Linked DNA regions of Rattus norvegicus: region 2 is linked to region 1. The links are chromatin contacts, called in public Hi-C maps. All regions are on one chromosome and are shown on one strand. Each heading gives the region's core, a stretch centred on a gene start, on an enhancer-like site or on the middle of the called end of the contact. The rest is flanking DNA. Distances are from core to core; before and after follow the strand shown.

Region 1 (5,958 bases), core at 520-3,019:
TTACGTGGGTAAGAGCTTTACCCTCTGAAGCACCTCCCCTCATTCGTCAAATGTCACTTGAACCACAGGAATGAAGTTTCACGTCCTCCGGAGATGCTCCTGCCTCCCAATTCTTACTCTTTGCTGGATTTCCCAGTAACTAACAACTATTTGTACCCCTTATCCTCTTCCCTTAAGTGTGCTGGTGCTAATGAGACACTGAAGCTGGGTTGACCTATGCCTCTGCCAGCCTCTCTTATGTGCAGAGGTGTGTGTGTGTGTGTGTGTGTGTGTGTGTGTGCAGGGGGGATGCACTTAAGCTGACTGCCCAGAAGCTCAGGCAGGAAACTGTGGGAGGCAATCTGTTAAATAATGGGCTGCATGTTTCCTGGGAGGGAGTAAGAGTTGTAGAGAGCCACGATTGCTTTGGTGATAGGGAGTCTGGCTCGGGATGCAGCTGGGTTCAGCAGATCATTTCGAAATAAAACAAAAATGACTATCATGGCTTTCCTAAGAACAGGGGTAGTAAAAAGAGTTTCCAAATAACTTCTAAAGAGTACTTTTTAGGGAGCTGGAGAAATGATTCAGCACTTGAGAGCACTTACTGCTCTTCCAGAGGATCTGACTTTGGTTCCCAGCACGCCGTATGTTCCCCAATTGGTTTTAACTCTAATTCCAGGAAATACAAAACATTTGGCCTCTGAGGGCACCGGAATTCATGTACTTATGCATGCATGCACACAATTTAAAACAATACTAGTTTTTTTGTTTTTTGTGAATCAGGATTTCTCTGTGCAGTCAAACAAACCAAATAAAATATGTCTCATTGGTAATAAAAAGGATCATCTAATAAAGCACGTTATAAGGACATTCAAATAGCTGTATCAGGACATGAAGCAAGCTGGGGGTGGTGTCGTAGACCCGTAATCTCACCACTTGGGAGGCAGAGTGTTTGCCTTAGCTGACCATTAGCAAGCACGGATATGTACTCTGGGCTCCCGCTGGCCGTGCACACTGTAGAAAGTTCTCTTTCCTTACAGTAGACAGAAGATTGCCTACCTGCAAGCCAGACTAGGTGTAAGAAATCTTTCTCTCTCATCTCCTTTCTCTCTTACGGAGGAAGTTGAATTTATGGGGAAAATGGGGAGCTGGGAGGAGTCAGACATAATGAAGAGATCTGAATGTGAAAGGTTGGATAAGTTCCGAAAGAATAGTGAGGACTCCCAAAAACCTTCGGGAAAGCACCCTCCAAGGTGGGAGTATCAAGAATGGAATTCTTGGGAAGAGAATCTGGTGCAGAGGGTAGAAAGTTGGGGAATGAAAAGTAGAAGTGAGTGCCGTAGGATGAGAACGGTGCAAAGGAGATCCCATAGTCAAGGATGCGAAAGGATCCCAGTGGGAAGGCCTCTGTGATAGGGAGACCTGAGTGGTAGCAATAAAGGCTGGGGAGCGGGATTCAAAGAGTCAAGAATGGGACACCGGAGGGAGTGATTAGCTGGGTGGTGGTGCGCGCTGCCCAAGGCCAGCAACCAGACTCACTTTCTCCGCTGGACTTGCACTGCTTTGAACACATCTTCTCGTTTCAGTACCACGAAGTCGCCGTCATGGATGCAGTGGTCCCCGAGATGCGGGGGCTGTGGGCTCGGCTGCTCCGCTGCTGACAACTCCATGGACGCCAGGCAGTCTTCAACCTCCGTTCTTGCTACAGCCGCTAGGAGCCCAGCACAACCAGGAGGGACCTGCGTCTCCTCGGGAACCGCCTCCACGTGCTGCACGCCGCTTCCGCTTTCCGGTTCCGACCTCGGGACGGTTTCCGGGAGCCTGGCGACTTCCGTTTATCTGACTCTTTGATTGGCTACACTTTGTCCCGCCTCCCAGGCGCGTGGCTTCCTTAAACAGAAGCGCGTCATAGGCGCGCCAAAAAAGAACTTCGAGCGAGGTCGGAGTTTACCCTGTGGTGTTGTGCCGGGCCTTCGCCGCCCTGCGTCTCGCCTCGGGCGACTCCGAAGACGGAATGTCTGCGTAACCCTGCGTGGGACTGCGTACCGCCTATGGCTCTGTGGCTGGCTGGGAGACTCGGGGGACTCCTGAAAGTAGGACGCGAGAAAAACGCGGCGAGAATGAAGTCAGGGATTGCGGGGGGCTTTTCTCAGGCTGCTTCCCTATGTAGTTGTTGGAAGTGCCTCCGTTCTCAGTATGTTATCCTATTGGATCGATGTGGAACGTAGTGTTGCGATGGAATGTCTCATCCTGAAGACGTATCTCAGTGCTATTGCAAGCAACCTTAATTTTTATTAGCTTGCATACTTGCGGACCTTTTATTAATTGAATCATCGGAAGGTTAGAACAGGCTCTCCTAACGAATTGCACCAGTGTATGAATATCAGTAGTTTGTAACTATGGGATAGGAATTTCTAAGTGGAATTATTTTCTTTAGAACAGTTTTAGGACAGCTTGCCACAGAAAGTAATACAACGAAGATTGAGCTATGATGTTTCCCTAGTAACTCGTACTGCAAACAGGTTCAAGTTACCTTGATTACTTTCTTGGTGGTTCATTGAAAACTGGTGCTGAATAAACGTCTGTGGTGTACCTTAATTGCGATGGCATTTAAAAGAATTAAGAGCACAACACATAAGGTTTATACTGTAGTATGGAACTTTGCAGACTTATGTGCTAGTCTTAAGCACAGTACAGTAATTTCCCCCTCTTTACACTGTTAATACATTTTTTTTTGTTGTTAATACATTTCTTAGAAGTGCTGTTGACTCTCAGAAGACATGAGTGGTGCATACAGAGGCAGAGGTTTTGGACGAGGACGATTCCAAAACTGGAAAAGAGGAAGAGGTGGTGGGAACTTCTCAGGAAGGTGGAGAGACAGAACTGACCTGAGTAAAGCTGCAGGAAATCATGCTTCTGGTAAATGCAGTCAGGGATCAATTTGTTTTCTCTCAGGAAAGAAACTACTCAAGGGCCGTAGATGGCTGAGTAGGTAAGGGGAGGACCCTCTGTTAGGTCCCTAGAACCCATATGATGGAAGGGGAGAACTGAATCCACAAGCTGCCCTCTGTCTTCCACATAGGCACTATGGCATGTTTGGTCCCACAAGTGGGCACAGGCAACACAATGTAAAAAAATAAATAAATAAATAAAAATAAAACACACACACACACACACACACACACACACACACACACACATATCCCTACTACTAATCATGCCTAGTAGACAGCAGGACAGTTTAACTCAAACTTAAAGTTTGAAAGTTAACATTTATAATTCTTGTTGAAACATCTAACTTAGAGTCTATTAATAGACTCTTGTAAAAGGAGAAACTAGTTGTCGGGAAGACAGAATGATGCTTTGTCTTTTACTAACATCGTAGTTTACTTCCTCAGAACAAGCCTCACAACCTTTACTTCAACAGTCAACATTGGATCAGTTTATACCGTATAAGGGCTGGAAGCTTTACTTCTCTGAAGGTAAGAGTTAAAGAACCACGAGTTGTCTGTTCCTCTTTGGATACTACAATTCATGTTCCCTTGGTTCACTTGACTTTCTGCTACATGCCTTTCGCACTTCCAAACATTTGTTTGGATGTTGGTACTATATAATGTATCAGGAAAACAGGAACTGATGAATGTTATACAAGGAATTAGACATATATATGTGGAAGACTCAACATATATATGTGGAAGAGCAATCTGATTCCTGTGACTGAGGGAGAACAAATCATAAATGCCAAAGTTATCAGAAGTTGGGACCTCAAAAGCGGAGGTCCAGCAACAGTGTCATTTCATTGCTGGGTGCCTTCCAAAGCTGTGCTTTATCACTCTGAAGGCATCCTACTTTGTGGTGAGACCATGGATGAATGAAGCTGATTGACCCTAGTAACTGAGGATGGATCAGATGTTCTGGAGGCTAGAACTATAGCTGTTCTGTGCAGTAGCAGAGATGCTGCAGAACAAGGGGCCGGGGAAATGGCTCAGAAGTTAAGCATGCTTGCTGTTCTAGAGAGCCTGAGCTTGCTTCCAAAAGGAAGCTCACTGTGAAACTGGTTTTGACCTCTGTATGCATGGCCTCCTCCCACACCTCTCTCTCCATACACACTTAAAATTAAATTAAAAAAGAATGAAAATAAGGGTAGTTTCTTGCCACCTTCCAGACCTTCCAGTGTCTCCAATTGACTGAACCTACGAACTTGGACAAAGACAGCATTCAGACAGCAGGAAATAGAGTAATAGGCTTCTTACCAAGAATTAAAAGGCTCTTGATGTTTATAAAGTATGGAGATGTTGTCTTATGGTCTCTACATGTTTATCATATCTCTTATGAGGTGTGGTTTTGTTCTTGCTTTTATTTGTAGCTGTGGGTTTCTCTCCAGTATACTGCAGTGCTTGTAGTCAAGGGTCCTGTCTTGTGATAGACTTTCAGTGTTCATTCTGTGAATTAATTCTTTTCACTCACTATTAATTTGATAGCTGTGTTTCATAGAAGATCCTTTGTTCCTTTGGGATACATTAGCCACCAACATTTTCATCATCCCCTTTAGTAGCTAGCTCAGACCACTGTAAAGTGATTTTTTTAGATTACTAAAGGTGGAATTCAAGGGATACCTTGCTTAAAATTGACCCAGCTGCATTTCATTAGAGAGTTTCTATGAGAGAGAAATTTAAAGATACTATACAACTTTGTAAAAGTATTAAAAAGTAGCATTATAATTTTAAAATCACAGTTAAGCTTTGGCCTGTCTCCAGATCTTTGGAAGTAATTGCCCTAGTAGACTCTACTTTACAGAGATAGTGATTGTCTTTAGCTCCGTTCGTGTACGTGGCTTCACATTCCTTACACTTGAATAAGATATTTCAATTGCTATACCCTTTGAGGAGTCTGAGACTCAGAAGGTTTCTCAGATATTTGGACTTTTATATATCTTTAGGTTGTTCAGATACTAGGTTTTTTGTTTTTTGGTTTGTTTTTTTTTTTTTTTTTTAGAATCTCAAGTATTCTTACCGGTATTTATCCAAATGCAAGCACACTATGAAATAAGTAAGGAGGAAAAATTGATGGGGTCTCTAGGGCTCTGTCTCAGCAAATAAAATAGTTCCATCCATGATTCTTGGTGCTAATGCTCAGTTTGTTGGATTAGTTTACAGTAATAACTCTCCTCTTACTGAGAAGATCCAAGCATTTGAGAAATTTTTCACAAGGCATATCGACTTATATGATAAGGTAAGTGCTTTCTTTCTTTTTTTTTTTTTTTTAAAGATTTTATTTATTTATTATATATAAGTACACTGTAGCTGTCTTCAGATACACCAGAAGAGGGCATCAGATCTCTTTACAGATGGTTGTGAGCCACCATGTGGTTGCTGGGAATTGAACTCAGGACCTCTGGAAGAGCAGTTGGTGCTCTTAACCGCTGAGCCATCTCTCCAGCCCAGGTAAGTGCTTTCTATAATGACTGTGGCAGTCTGCCTGTATGTGACAGCTAACTGGGCAGTATGCTTGAGGAGCTAGTGAGCACGAGCACTGTAGTTGGGGAAGGGTTATAGATATCAACGTCAGAAGTTGGTTAACTGTGTGTAAAGATATTCATAATATTACAGCTATGTAATAAGACAGTTATTACCGTGTGACTAGTGCATATTTTCTGAAGTATATACTAATGATAGTTGACTCAAGAAAGCAGTTGTTATGTATTAATTTTAATCTTTTATAGGATGAAATAGAAAGAAAGGGAAGCATCTTGGTGGATTTTAAAGAACTGACAAAAGACAATGAAATAACTAACTTGATACCAGATATAGAAAATGCACTAAGAGATGCCCCTGAGAAAACACTGGCATGTATGGGACTGGCAATACATCAGGTAAATTTGGCCAAAGTGTTAAAAGGAGATATCATACTGTTTGTACTTCTTGGAAGGTACTTAGCCTTTGCTAACAGATGACGGTTAAGAGTTTAAGGTTGCATTTT
Region 2 (5,960 bases), core at 1,536-4,035, 82 kb after region 1:
GTCTATATGTGGGTGTGCACATGTGAGCTCAGATGCGAGGCTTTGGGTTACCCTGGGGCTGGAGTCCCAAGCAGCGGTGAGTTATCCGATGTAGGTGCTGGGGACAGAACTTGGATCCTCTGCAAGAGCAATATGCACTCTTTGCCACTGAGTCAGGTGACCGGCTGTGTCATGTGGGAACACTGAAACCAGAACACCTGCCCTCGCTGCTGCCTGTCACCTGCAGATGCCAAAGAGCAGAGACGGGAATCGAGTCTTCAAAGCTGCATTTACTCAGAGAGCTGGCAATCTGAGAAGATGGCGGATTAACATCTAGAGATCTGTCTTGAGTCTCATCACCAGAAGGCAGATTGTACAGAGGGATCGGGAAGAGGACAAAGGTATCCAATCATCCTGGAGCTCAGGCTGGCCCCTCTGGTCAGGTGGTCAGCCCGGGTTTTGAGAGTTTTGATGTCTAGCTCTCATTATCATCCCCTGCCCTCTTCCCTCCTCCTATGGACATTTTGTTTCAGGCGCTTCTCAAAATGATGAGTCCAGTTCATTTAATGTCTGCTGGTATCCACTTTGTACCCTTCCAGGGTCATCTGGACTAGGGCTGGCTGCTAATTCAAAAGACACGTGCCATTAACAGTGGGCATATGCTAAGCTGCTAGTAACATGGACCTGCTGATTCTTTTCTTAGGATCTTTTTTTTCTTTTTCTTTTTCTTTTTCTTTTCCCTTTGGAGCTGAGGACGGAACCCAGGACCTTGAGCTTGCTAGGCAAGCGCTCTACCACTGAGCTAAATCCCCAACCCCCGATTCTTCTCTATGATGTGCAGTTAGGAGAGCAACTTTAACACACACAGAATACAAATGTGTCAACTTTAGTCTCTCTTCTCTGCCACAAATAGGAGGCAGGGTATGTATGGCTTGCAAATGACATTATACCACATGCCTCTTATTTCCTGCCTTGGTGATTTTGTGTCTGTGACACCCTGTTTTACAGGTCTCATGGAGGGAGCTGTTTAGCAACTGTTTTCCAAACCTTTGCTGGTCATTTGTTTTCCTCATGAGCACATGGCTTCCAGAGTCCACAAAGGGAGGAAAAGGTCAGGACAACATCTCACTCGACTTCCCCAAATGGGGCTTGGTCCCCATGAGAGAGTCACTGCTCTCTGCTGCGACTTGGCATCAACCGCTTATGAGCAACAGGGAGGTTTGGGCCAAGTGTTTGTCACAGATCTCTGGGGTTTGATATTCTTTTCTTTCCTCTTAAGCCCACTGCTGACCCAGACTTGCAAATGAGTGACCCATTGGAAAAGTACACTGATCCTTGGCATCTGAGGAAGAAAATGTGACATTTGGAATCTAATATAAAGTAATTGGAGGTAAAAAATTTCCACGATTTTATGAATTTCATCTAAATATCTTCTGTGAAAATCAACTCAGGTATTACCTGCTGGTGGTTGGGGTCTGAGCTAGGTGTTTTCAGGTGACTATTGCTGTGTTAAGGAACATGACTGGCCTAGTTAGGGTTATGATTGCTGTGATGAAACACTGTGACCGAAAGCAATTTGAGGAGGCAAGGGGCTATTTGACCTAAGCTTCCACATCACTGTTCATCACTGAAGGAAGTTAGGACAGGAACTCAGACAGGGCAGGAACCTGGAGGCAGGAACTGATGCAGAGGCCATGGAAACGTGCTGCTTACTGGCTTGCTCCCCATGACTTGCCCAGCCTGCTTTCTTATAGAACCCAGGACCACCATTCCAGTGATGGCACCACCTACACCAGTAAACCTGATGGCAGTGTTTTTCTCAGTCGAGGTTCCCTCTTAGATGATTCTAGCTTGTGGACATAAAATGCACAACGACCTAAAGTGACTTGGGAGGAATTTCACCTTACAGATGCAGCTCTTCATGAAGGGAAGGCAGGGCAGAAATGAATCCACTGTCAAGGTTGGCAGCCTCAGAGAGGGAAGATACTCAAAGGGCCTGACTATTGTTTGGCATTTCCTTCTGTGGAGTTTAAGACACAGACGTGCTGGTTACTAAGGGACATAGCATGAGCAGTTCTCTGCTTGAATTAGTAGATTTGGATTACGTGAGCCTTTGCGTGTTGCATGTGCCCCTTTACTTAACGTATCTGCTGTACACCACGTCTCCAGCTGTACTTAGGCATGTGATGGTAAAAAGGGGATTCTCTCTAAAAGTTCACTTGGGGACATCGTTTTGATTATTGTTCATGTGCCCCCAAATAGTTCAATCTGGACTGAACTCTGCTGCCTGTACCCAGCCATGACTGGCAATATGTTTGGCTAGAACCTGTTCAAATGTGATGGTCCATGGAGAGGAGAAACTTATTTGGAGAAAGCTGTGCATGCAGCTCAACACAGGTTTGGATCTGTAGGTTTCGAACAGGCTTTCTCCTCCCTCTTCCCCCTCTGTGTGTGTGCCTCTGTCTCTGTCTCTGTCTCTCTCTCTGTGTTTGTGTATGTATCTGTGGGTGTGTGAGAGACAGACACAGAGACAGAGACACAGAGAGACAGAGACAGAGATAGGGAGAGGGAGTGAGAGGGAAGGGGAGATTTGGACAACCAAACTGTCCTCTACATCTCCACAAAGATGCTATCACGAACAACCTGGGATTCCTGGCACAGAAGCTTTGAATTCACACTGAAACATCCAGCGCTGTGCTGAGAGTGTACCGGAGTTCAGAGGAACTGGACTCAAAGCCCTGCTTCCTGCGCACTGGCTTGTGACCTTGACACGCTTCATGACTTCTGTGTACGATTACACTGTGTGCTGGAGCTAGACTCTCTCGGCTGGGTCACCTGATGTCCACATCTCTTTCCAAGCCTGTGTACACTCCTGTCACACTCACAGGAACTGGCGAATCAGCATTCCCCACGGGCACAGAGTTTCTAAACATTTACCAGCACTCCGTTCCTAAATGTGTGCAGTGAGGCCTGTAGCCCATGCCTGAACGAGGAGAGGGGTCGTGGGAGGCATGGAGCACAGGAGACCATCAGCATCACTCCACACCTCTCTCAAAATCAATCTCTCTGCCGAGACCTATGAGCTATATTGTTGAAACTGCCCTTTGGGGAGGTAGCCGCTGGTTTCACTCACTGACTCCTAACTTCGCACAGCTGTTTCACCTCCTGGGATCTCTCTCGCCTTGGGGCATGTCTGACCATGATCCAGCCTGTCTTCTTAGCATGAAATGTAAATGACATAGCCAGAAGAGCTGGAGGTGACAAGGTTGGAGTGGCATTTGCACAGGTCTCCTTCCATGTACCTCACAGAGCCTGGCTGACCCCATGTTGCTTCAGGCCTTGTGTTCCTGACACAAGTGCTGGCTGAGGTCTACACTTTGAGTAGCAAGGCCTCAACTTGAAACCAATGTGGGTCTAATATTTTGTGTCTGGCCCTCAACAGCAATGAGGAAATTCACATTTGATGTGTGTATCTTTGGAGAAAGAAACACTGATTTTACTTTTTTTTAAAAAGTAGCAGTGGTTCTTACAGGTTGGCTTGTTTTCCAGTCCTGGTTCTTTGAGGACAGGCAGAAGCTTGAATGACAGCATAGAGACCTGGTCCCTTCTGTAAGTAGCCCAGCCATCTCCAGAATACCCCACCGTTATAATGCCAGGCTGCCAGGGACAGTGTCCTTGCTCTCTCCTAACAGATGTATGGCCCACTTGGGATCCAGCTAGGAACTGTATTCAAACTAGCTGCCTGGCTGTCAGCATATTGCCTTCCCTGATACAGGCCCTGTGGAGGGCCCCAAGGCCTTTCAGGATGATATATTGTTTGGGTCAGACCACGCAGGCTTTGGTGCCTCCCTTCCCATAAGTCTTCTGCTCCCTCACAAAGGGTGCTGCATCCTCCTCAGGGCCTGTTTTCTCATGTCATGTGATTACAAATGTTTGGGGCACTTAATCTGGTGGCATTAAAGATTGGGTTCCATGTGACTCTGGACTCAGGTCTAGTTTAACAATCAGGTTCCTATTCTTAGCAAGAGGGTTTCCTATGCAAAGAAGTCTGAGAAGTGACCATATACACTGAGGGTTACAATTATGTGGATGTGCTTTGACCTTATGCTTTTATATGCCTAGGTACACACTCTACCAACTGAGATACGTCCTCAGACCAATTAAAACGATTTTTAAATTACTTCAGGGAATAATTACTGTGTAGTACTTTGTCTTCTTAGTCCATTCATTGACTAAAGGACTAGCTTTCAAAAAGACTCCTTATTTCCTTACTGTTTAGGATTCAAAACCCAAATTAAAAACAATAACAGAAACCTTTTAGTGAGGTATTTCTCAGAAGAGGTATTTCTACTGAGACTTCTTTGGTCCACCTCTATCTTACCCATCTAACTCCAGTGCAGCCCGTTTCCCAGGCTGGTGATTCTTCCCTACCAGTATGATCGATCCTGACGTGGGGATGTTGACTTGGTGGCTGGAAATGGTAGCCACTGGGTCAAACTGTACCTGGGAGTGGGGGACGCTGAGTCTCGTTTAGTGGGAGGTGGCTAGTGCCTCAAGACTGTGCAGGGCTGGAGAAGGTCGACAAACTCAGCTTTGGATCCTTTTCCCCAACCGGCTTTCATCCATACAACCTCAGGGAGTTTGACTCCTCAGTAGAATGAGTAGATGAGCTCTTCTTGCCCCCTATGGGCTGATGTGAGAATTGCATGGAGAGATTCCTACACACTGCAGGTTTTTATCTATTAGGGATCATTAACCATTCAATAAAGAGGTGCCCTCAGCACCCAGCTATCAAATGCTGGGGCCTTGGCTCTTCCTTTTTCTCCGGACATAGAGTTATTTGCTTTCTGGTAGTTTCTCAAGATCTAGAAAGGGTTAGGACAGGGCATGTCCTATCAATGAGAGAAGAACTGAAAGCGAAGATTAAGAAAGGGTCTTAGCTGACATTCAGAACTCAAGGTCAAACACTCTCATCGCCTGGAGAAGGATCTGGAATCTTGGTGTGCAGAGGCACATGACAGGCTGGAGTGGCTCTTCCTTCATAGCAGAGAGAACGGTTACCTTTAAACAGACAGCAGGCAGGATAGGACACAACTGGACTGTATTAAAACACATATAAAAATCAAATTTAAAGTCATATAAATAACACAATGCAGTTTTCAGCATCTACGGCAAATAATACAGCAAATGGTGTGTGTGTATGTGTGTGTGTGTGTGTGTGTGTGTGTGTGTGTGTGTGTGTTGGGGGGCAAACAAATTAAAATTTCACCAAGGACAAGTCACCTGGCCATTTGTATCCAAATGTTAATCCCCTCCCCCTAAAAAAAGGACCAAATTTCTCTTTAGAATTGTGGCATTTAACATTTTCTTCTTATACCAATTTATTCCTTTGAGATGTAGCTGTGTCATCACGGGAGAAATGCTACCCAAAACTGCATAATGTCTGCAGCCAACTCCTCCAAGCATTTCATGGAAATGTCAGCCAACCATGAAAAGCTAAGGAGGGACTGACCTGAAGGCCAGGTCTGGGTGAAGGAGGGAAGCTGAATTCTCATGAGCAAAATGTAATCAAGGTGACAAATAATCAAGGAGGTCATCGTGACCAGGATTTCAAACATCTGTCTAGGCTCTAGCATGTAAATATTTTTTTTTGAGAATGGCTCTGATTATGGAGCCCTGGCTGGCCTCAGACTCACAGAGGTCTGCCTGTGTCTGTCTTCTCAGTTCTGGGATTAGAGGCACACACACTGGGTATATGCTATGCCCAGCCTAGTGTGGTATACCTAGGAGTATATTGTACAGTGCCTAGAGCCTAAACAGTAGAGCCCAGAGTGTTTACTGCACATACTTAACATATGTGTCTGCATAAAAACACCCCAAGTTAAGTTCTTTGTGATGGGAACCAAATCTTCCAAATGCTTAAAGTACTTCTGAGCAAAGTTGAGCCCCAGAAATTCAGTGGGAACTTGGAAAGGTTCATG

What was found. Hi-C and Micro-C count contacts between places; a contact is called where the count stands out from the background.
Region 2: a Hi-C map of liver shows a contact between it and region 1, with 7 times the contacts expected there. The contact joins the enhancer-like site here to the promoter of Trmt6 in region 1. A contact is called at or near these places in 2 of 12 Hi-C or Micro-C datasets (Schwann cells and liver).

The regions. Positions count from the first base shown.
Region 1 is chr3:140,537,740-140,543,697 of GRCr8, forward strand. It overlaps Trmt6 (tRNA methyltransferase 6 non-catalytic subunit), which reads right to left and starts at 1,770. Exons shown (of 11, transcript NM_001107779.1): 1 at 1,519-1,770. The coding sequence starts at 1,649. It overlaps Mcm8 (minichromosome maintenance 8 homologous recombination repair factor), which reads left to right and starts at 1,908. Exons shown (of 19, transcript NM_001106514.1): 1 at 1,908-2,173; 2 at 2,736-2,898; 3 at 3,378-3,461; 4 at 5,129-5,211; 5 at 5,702-5,851. The coding sequence starts at 2,760.
Region 2 is chr3:140,619,111-140,625,070 of GRCr8, forward strand. It overlaps Fermt1 (FERM domain containing kindlin 1), which reads right to left. Exons shown (of 15, transcript NM_001106515.1): 15 at 5,324-5,960. Among named protein-coding and RNA genes, the nearest start is that of Lrrn4, 18 kb to the left of the region's middle. Within about 2 kb of position 2,786, at least 3 of the 93 cell types and tissues checked have an H3K27ac peak or open chromatin away from gene starts, as enhancers often do. A contact at or near this core is called in liver, where this site is marked.